Regions from separate parts of the Mus musculus genome. Here region 1 is linked to region 2. A link is a contact called in public HiChIP or PLAC-seq data. All regions are on one chromosome and are shown on one strand. The core of a region is the stretch at or near the end of the contact, and the rest is flanking DNA. Distances in the headings are between cores, read along the strand shown.

Region 1 (3,968 bases), core at 194-2,693, 500 kb before region 2:
TGGAGAAGCAGCTATCTGATGGAGATGAGAAAGGAGCCCCCAACTTATATCAATTCTCTCATTCAGTACAGGAGAAAAGGTGACAGAAGGCAGCATTCGGAAGACAAGGCAATTTAGAGACTCTCTCTGCCATCTGATAGAGGACGAGCTCTGAGCAGGTGGTGGTCACGAAAGTCAATGCCTATAATTTACTGTTTCTGTTTCTCTTTGGGCAATGAAAGATTTTTCCCTTTGCTGTTTTTTTTTTTTTTAATTTTTATTTTTAGTAGTGATATGTCATTTCCTTTAAAATAATTTTAACAAATAACACCAACTTAGAGAAAAAATTAAATTCAGTTGGCCTACGTATACTTACAATACCACAGAAGGGGCAAGCATCTTTGGAGTGGGCTATGAATGAATGGAGCGGCCAGATTTATGTGATCACAGTCCACAGCACAAGGGATGGGAATGTGGGCAGCAGCGAGGTAGGGAGAGGGTGGGCTGTCCTGTGTGTGGGGGTGCTTCCCTATTAAAATGAGGGCCTCACTGGTCAGGGACTCCTGAGTAGGTAGGCGACCTGTGTTACTGTGGCCCTCAGGAACAGAGGGCGGTCTTTTCAAAGGCATGGTCTTCTTTACATTTCCCCTCGTGCTACATTCTGTCAGAAGCCACTTGAATTTTTATAGCTTTCCTCAGGTAACAAATTTTCCTCCTACTGTCAGGATTTGCTTCATGTGGCCCAAAGCAAGCAGTGTTCATTTTCCTCTCAGGAAAAGGGCTGAATGGAAATAATGCACAGTTTAGGAGCCAGCCAAACCTGACCTGACTTGCTTTATTCATAGGGAAATGCAGAAAGCAAAGAATGGACATTTTTGCTGAGGTAAATAAGCCCTCTCGACTGAGGAACGCCATTATACTAATACCAAAGGAAACAAAGGCCAGAAGATGGTGGCATTAAGTAGAAAGGCAAACAAAAAAATAGCAGGCAAAATCCAGCGTGGGACACAGTCACCGCTGCAACAGTGAAAAACAGGGCAAAATCCTTTAAGAGAAAATTGCATGCAATTTTTTGGACTCAATTAGCCTTTTCCACAAAGAGCACTTTCCCACAAAGAGCCCATTAAATAGCAAATGAAATTACATCGGTTTTCAGTTGCCATGGCACTGGCTCTTCTCTAATGGACTTCTCTGGTCCCGAGGTTCATGTTAGACTGGCTTATTTTCCTTGCCTGTGTGCCGTCTCCATTCTCCTGTTCGGTCAGGGAGACATGTATGTGACTTCTTCTCCAAAGCACCTACCTACAACATCATCCCGGCCAGACAGAACTCCGGCGTCAACCGAGTTCCCTAGAGACAGGGGTGCGAGCTCAGCCTGGAGCTCGCCGTTACTAGCTGTGACCCTGACAGTTTGCACTAATTCGTTGGTAGAGGGTGCAGTCATGCACTCAGGGCTGCTGCAGCAGACCTCTGACCGAGGACTGCCTTGCAAGTGCTGCCCCCTGAGGTGAGGACGCGAAGATGCCCAGAAAGGCATGAGAGTTAACCTTAAGACTCTTCTGGAATCTCCAGACTGGAGGGCTGGCCCACAAGCACGTACCTGGGTTTCCTTCCTCCACAGAAGCAGCAGCAAAGATAAAAGAAAAAAAAACAAAAAAAAACAAAAACAAAAAAAAAAAAAAAAACACTTCCCAATTATTTCATTTGCAATTTTGTTTTTCTATTGATTCCTTCCAAATAGGAAGAGGGAGCGAGAACTGTAGCCCAGTCGGTAGGATGCTTGCCCAGCAGACAGGAGGCTTGGCACTGCATAAGCCCACACACCTGTAATTTCAGAACTTGGGTGGCAGAGGCAGGGGAAATGGAAGTTCGAGGCCATCCCAGATTCCATACCAAGTCAAAGAATAGCCTGGGCTACTGAGACCCTATCTTTTAAAAATCCTAAAATTCAGGGTCTTAACCTATAGATGACATGTCTTTAAAAAAAAATTACTTATGAGAGATTACTACAGGGAGATGGCTCAACAGGTGCATGATAAATGGAGGCAACTGAAGCTCAAAAGTTGCTCTCTGAACTCCGCACCTCAACCATATGGTGTGTGTGCACACTCATGTGCAAGCACACAAACACACACACACACTGTAAGCAAAGATTACAAAAAGTTATTTAGATACTGTTAGATATTAGCTAACAGTAATGTTTGATAAATAACTTACATATTATTTTCTGATACACATAGTATTACACAATTAAAATATATATCTATACTGTTCATGCCTTCATATAAAAGCCTATTTAAAAAAAAATTAAACATTAGCCAAGTCTAATGCCTGTAATGAGTAGCTCATGCCTGTAGCCCCAGCACTCAAGAGTCTAAGACAAGAAAATTCCTACAAATTAGAGCCTCCCTTAGACTGAGTTCCAGACCAACCAGACCCTATATAAACAAACAAACAAACAAATAAAAATTGTCTGTACAAATGAACATACTTTTATATCATTTATTTTGTACATGGGATATATATAGCATAACAAAATATTCTATTAAGAAGACAAGTATTTCTAAATTTTTCAGTAATATACATAATTCTGTAGTGGTGAAAGTAAATCAGATATGTCTTAACATTTTATAAATATATGTATATACACATATATATTTATATACATACATATACACAATATACATATATACATATACGTGTATCTATCCATATGTATGGGTATGTATGTATAATATGTAAAGTTTGGAAGTTCAGGTGTACAGTTTACAAACTGTGTGGTTGCCAGATTGTTCTGAAGACGCACAGGAAATTACGGAGCCCAGTCCTAGACTCATGCTGAACGTGTCTAGCTTGCCTTTTCTGTTGTCTCCAACTCTCTGAATAGCCTTGTTTGGAGGGACAGCTACAGCTTGAATTTGGGCCTGGGAACAAATTAAATCTCTGGGTCAAATGTCTTCCTGTCCAAAATGAATGTCTAATCCCAGAAATGGGATTCCCAAGTAAAAGTGGGTGTGTGTAGTCAAGATTCCCCCCAGTGTGTACTACCTTGGCGGTGGCTGAGAAAGAGGAAGCCTGGCAGCCGCTGCTGAAGAGCCAGCCACCTGCAGCTGAAGGAAGCCTTACTCTTCTTGGCAGTGCAGGCACTGCTAGGCAGCCCATGCTCCAGTAGATGGCTCCACACGCACACTTATATGGGAAGCACCAAGTGAGCTTAGTGAGTTACTTTAAACAGAAGGGGGCAAGGATATAAAGGCAGGGAAATGTTAGGAGTAGTTGGGGGGTGTAAAAGAGGGGAATATGATGGATGTATCCTCATATTTCATTGTATACATGTATAGAATTCTAAAGGTTTAAAAATGGGAAAGGAGAATGAGGACAGTTAGGACATGGCTTGTGGGTTCCAGGTGTCACCCTGCTGTCCCTGCTAACAGAACAACAGATCTGTCATTTCTTATGATATGAAATCTAAAGTTTAAACTATTTAAATATGAACAAAATCCAAACTCAATCTAACATGAGGAAGGAAGTAAATATAAAATGTGGGGGTGTCCAGAACATAGGAGCTAAGCAAGCTGGTAACAGCGATTCCTTCACCTCTCTCTCTCTCTCTCCCTCCCTCCCTCCCCCCCTCTCTCTTCCTTTCTGTCTCTCTCTGCCTCTCTCTCTCTTTCCCTCATCTCTCTGCTTCTCTGTCTCTATCTCTGTCTTTCTGTCTTTCTCCATGTCTCTCTGTCTGTCTGTCTCTCTCTCTGTTTGTCATTTTCTCTCTCTCTCTCTGTATCTGTTATTCCCTTTCTCTCTCTGTCTCTCTCCATCTCTTTGTCTCTTTTTCCCTCTGTCTCTCTGTCTCTGTCTCTCTCCATATGTCTCTCTGTCCTTTTCTCAGTCTCTCTCTGTCTCCATCTTTCTCTCTGTCATTTCCTCTGTTTCTTTATCTCTGTCTGTCTGTCTTTCTGTCTCTGTCTCTCTGTCTCTCTCTCTCTTTC
Region 2 (4,305 bases), core at 943-3,442:
TGGGAAAAACAACCAAAAAGCCAAACAGACCTCTCTTCTCAATCCCCAGTGTCTGACCAGGCACAGGGCCGCTCAAATGGCACACTTGTCCCGTGACGATTCCAAAGGCTGTATTAGAAATGTATTCACAGTCAAGAGTTACACAAAATAGCTTTTTTCAAAGCAAGACTAGAGGTTCATCTGTAATAGAAAAGAATGAGTTTCTGAATTCATATGTTTATGTGAATTTCTCTTCAGTGAACTAGTCAACACTTAACACCTTGTTTTCTAAGTGTTTTCGCCACACATCAAGTCAATTACCTCGAAATGGGACTTTAAAGTTAAGAAGCTACGGAGTTATTCTAGTTTGTCCTTGGTAACAAACATAACTTGGAGATGCTTGCAAAACACACACACACACACACACACACGCACACACACACACACGCACATGCACACACCACTTGACACCACTTGACAATAATGCTTTAGACCAAGTTTGAGGTATTTCTGTGAATGAATTATGAAAGAACTCGACAACTCATTTACTTCTTTAAAAAAAAAAAATCAAAATGGCCACTTGATTTGGGAATTTTCCATAACCGTGCAGAACAGGGAAAAGTTTGGAGTCTAACGTTCCCAAACTCTAAAAATATGGCTACAGAGGCTTCTTCGATGGTTCTGAGTTAATAGCCTCATGTACACCATGCTCAAGTATCAGTTTCAGGACAAAACAGACAGAAGTAAGTTCTGGAAGGTCAATTAAGTTTTACTGTAAGTTTTTCTATGCATTGTTTGGAAGTTTCCTAGCCAAGAGGCTATTATTAACTAAGGAGTGGAGTCTCCTGGGAATAGATGCCTGAGAATGTGACAATCAGAAATCAGGTATGCCATGACACTTCCTTCCACAGTCCTGATTTGTCTACTCCTTCTGGCCCCTAACTTACTTCAAGATAGGAAGAAAAAAAAAAAAGTGAACGCCATGCATGTTTGCTGTCCTCCAGCCCACAGCTGGGTTTTCTACCAGGACGCCAGCAGCCCAACACTTCAGGCACTCAACGCAGTTCTAAACATTTTTTTTCTTATTATTCTGGTTTGTTTTGTTTTGTTTTAATGTTACACGGAACCACATCACGCTCACGCACCATCAGCTGAGAGAGCTTACACTTTCACTTAAATCAGCTCCAAAACTCGCTTCCTGGCCCAGCAGGCACGCATGCATGCATGCATGGCCCATGCAGGCAAACAAGAGAGGAGTGTGGTGCCTGTGGTTTGGGTTGGTTTTTGTTTTTGTTTTTTGTTTTTTGTTTTTGTTTTTTCCTTTATTTCTTTCTTTCCTTTTTGGAAAGCGTTGACAATGTCCTTTTTACCCATAAACACCCTCCCCTCTCCCCTAGCTGCACACCCCGCTCCCTCCCACCGCCAATTCAAGCACGAGGGGGCGGGGGCGGCGGGGGCGAAGGGGGCCGCCGGGGATTCAAAAACCTGCCCTCACAAAAGACAAACATAAATAACACCAACTTGAGAGGCAGCCGATTGATTTTCCCCAGCCCGGTTCGGGACGCCATCCCTCGGCCCCCGGGGCAGGGCCGGGAGAGCAGGTGACGCCAGGCGCTAAGGCAGGAGGAGGTCGCAGTCTAGCCTGGTGCCAAGAAGCACCTGAAGTCCTAACACATTGGCGGCGGCTCCGGGCCGCTGCCAGGCGGATCCCGGTCTGTGGCACCGGGGGAGAGACGAGCTCGCCGGCCACACTGGAGCGGAGGGAGAGCAAAGGCTAGGGTGACAATCACACGAATGCCTCTGCTTTTCCTCCCAGTGTGCCGGGGAAACAATAGATCCCGCAGAGGATCAAGCCTCCCTCCTCACCCTGGCGCTCCCGGACCGCAGTCCACCCCCACCCGCCCGCGGGTCCGCCTTTGTGCACGCCGCCGCGTCCCCGCGCTCCCGCCGCCCCGCCACCCGCACGCCGCCCCCTTACCGAGCGGCCCGGGCGGGAGGTCGGACTCCTTCGGCGCTCTTCCCCCCCGCCCCCCCGTGACCGTGCGGGGCTCGGCGCCGACCGTGTGCCCTCCGCCCGCTCGTCACGGCGCGGCGCGCGCGGCGGCCGCCTGCACTCGCGCCTCGGCCCCCCACGCGCGTCTTGCCCGCGCGGGGCGGCCCCGGGACGCGCGCTGCGCTCCCCCCACCCCCACCCCCCACCTCCACCCCAGCCATGGCGGCCCGGCCTGGGGACCCGACGCGCAAGCGGGCACCCTCGCCTGCGGCCTGGGATCGGGGACGCCGCTCGGCCCACGTGCGGGGCCCCCCACGCCGGGCCCTGAGGCCCGCGAGGCCCGATGGACTTAGGGATCAGGCCGCGGGGATGAGGAGGGCCCCGGGGTAACAGGTGCCTCACCTCGGCTGATGGGATTAACTCTAGGGCCGCAAAGAGAGGGAGCCCAGCAGCGAAATCCCAGGAGAGGGAGAGAGGGAGCCTCTGGCGGCCAACGAAGGGCGAAAGGCACCGGCCCGAGGCAAGGCCGCCCCACCCCCAAGACCGTGGGCGAGGGGGCTCTGGCACTTAGGGCAAGGCCTGTGCCTTCCAGATGCTGAGGACCCCACAGTCTGTGGTTAAGTCTGTGACCCCAGGCATCCAAGGCCTGGCCATGGCCTGGGCTGGCCTAGAAGGCCAAGACCTAGGCCCTAGTCTACTCTACTGTGGTGTCCACTGGGATGATCCAGCTGACCCTCAAGGCCACACTACTAGAAGGAAAGGGATGAAGAGGACTTTGGACTTTTCTTCTTGTATATCTTTTCTGTTCACACTCACTGGTTTTGCCCTGTTAAAAACTCTCACTACACCCTCTCCTCCCAAATAATGTGACAGGTTCCATACTCTTCTCCTTCATACAAAATGGACTTTGATGGTCAATATAGACCATTGATGTATCCAAAAGCCTTGTAGGGCACAGGTACCATTTTTGAAGAGTCAAAATTGTGTTTTTGCCACACGTATGTGAGGTGCACACATAATCCCAACACAGCCAAGACAGGAGAATTGAGTTTGTGGACACCCTATAATCCAGCCATTGTCTGGAGATACAGAAACAACAGCTGACCAATGGTGGCGCACGCCTTTAATCCCAGCAGAGAGGCAGAGGCAGATGAATCTTAGAGTTTGAGACCACCCTGGACAACAGAGTGAGTTCCAGGACAGCCAAGGCTATTCAGAGTAACCGAATCAGGAAAATAAAAATAAATATATAGTAGCAACAATAGCCTGAAATTGTGTGTGTGCATAGAAAAAGCTGCAAGATCGTGTAACCCTCTCAATACAGGCAATCTAGAAAGAGGCGAAAGTACTTAATATTCCATATAGCACTGAATGTTAGATTTAGAATTTCAGTAGCCATGGCAGGGGTCAGGCTACCGCCCTTCAGCCTGTCTGTTCAGTGCTGCCGCTCTTCAGCCTGTCTGTTCCCTAGTCATTTAGATTTTAAAATTCTCAACCTTTGCTTTAATGCAGAATTTTTAGAATTAGCTCGTAGGCTGCAGGATTGAGGCCTGTTAAAGGGTATTTTAGAGTAGATAGAGACACTTAGGGTACGATGAAGGCACACTCCAGAACACAGCTGGGCATTCTCTGAGGCTTTCTCTTTGTTTTCCTTCCAGTATATACCATTTCCGATATATATCATTCAGGCCAGTTTTGAAACTATTGTCTTCAAAGGATGAGCAAAGAACTTAAATGAGATACTGGGGTAATCCCACAGGCGTGCCCTCCAGGTTTCAATTGATACTGTAAAATTCTAGATCACCCTAATTTTGAAAGATAGGCTATCTTTACTGTAAACAAATTTCTTGGCCTGTCAAAATAGCTCAGCAGATAAGAGCACTGACTACTCTTCTTCCGAAGGTCCTGAGTTCAAATCCCAGCAACCGTATGGTGGCTCACAATCACCCGTAATAAAATCTGATGCCCTCTTTTGGTGTGTCTGAAGACAGCAACAGTGTACTTATCTATAATAATAAGTAAATCTTCTTTTAAAAAAAAGTTCTTGTTTGAGATTTCTAGAAAATGTCTAGAAAAAGAAATGAGGTACTTCCAAGGTCATTTGTGGCCTGTCCTTAAGCTTGGCTCATAGCTATTTTAACGTGTGTGTGTGTGTGTGTGTGTGTGTGTGTGTGTGTGTGTGTGTTCAACTTTTACAGCAAATGTCACTAATTGTGCTGGAAGTCTTGCCTCTCATTGGTAGAAGTGGACTCAGCTCTGGGATGAATATCTTCTTTTCCTTCCATGTTCCAGTAATTTCCCCCATCTTTATATTCTGCCCTAGAATTATCTTT

The links. HiChIP or PLAC-seq counts read pairs in DNA pulled down with a chosen protein or histone mark.
Region 1: an H3K4me3 HiChIP or PLAC-seq map of embryonic forebrain shows a contact between it and region 2, with 5 times the contacts expected there. The contact joins the enhancer-like site here to the promoter of Gmfg-ps in region 2. A contact is called at or near these places in 1 of 39 promoter capture datasets (stem cell-derived epiblast-like cells), 3 of 484 Hi-C or Micro-C datasets (embryonic limb bud and embryonic stem cells), 17 of 115 datasets of contacts at active chromatin or transcription factors (bone marrow-derived macrophages, craniofacial prominence, embryonic basal ganglia and 9 more) and 1 of 9 other capture datasets (macrophages).

What each region holds. Positions count from the first base shown.
Region 1 is chr6:5,400,751-5,404,718 of GRCm38.p6, reverse strand. The region is part of intron 2 of Asb4 (ankyrin repeat and SOCS box-containing 4); the gene reads right to left. Among named protein-coding and RNA genes, the nearest start is that of Asb4, 12 kb to the right of the region's middle. Within about 2 kb of position 1,443, at least 37 of the 459 cell types and tissues checked have an H3K27ac peak or open chromatin away from gene starts, as enhancers often do. A contact at or near this core is called in embryonic basal ganglia, embryonic forebrain and stem cell-derived neural progenitor cells, where this site is marked.
Region 2 is chr6:4,901,101-4,905,405 of GRCm38.p6, reverse strand. It overlaps Gmfg-ps (glia maturation factor gamma-like), which reads left to right and starts at 2,192. Exons shown (of 5, transcript XM_030255708.1): 1 at 2,192-2,358. The coding sequence starts at 2,192. It overlaps Ppp1r9a (protein phosphatase 1, regulatory subunit 9A), which reads right to left and starts at 2,431. Exons shown (of 16, transcript NM_001363809.1): 1 at 2,375-2,431; 2 at 1-180.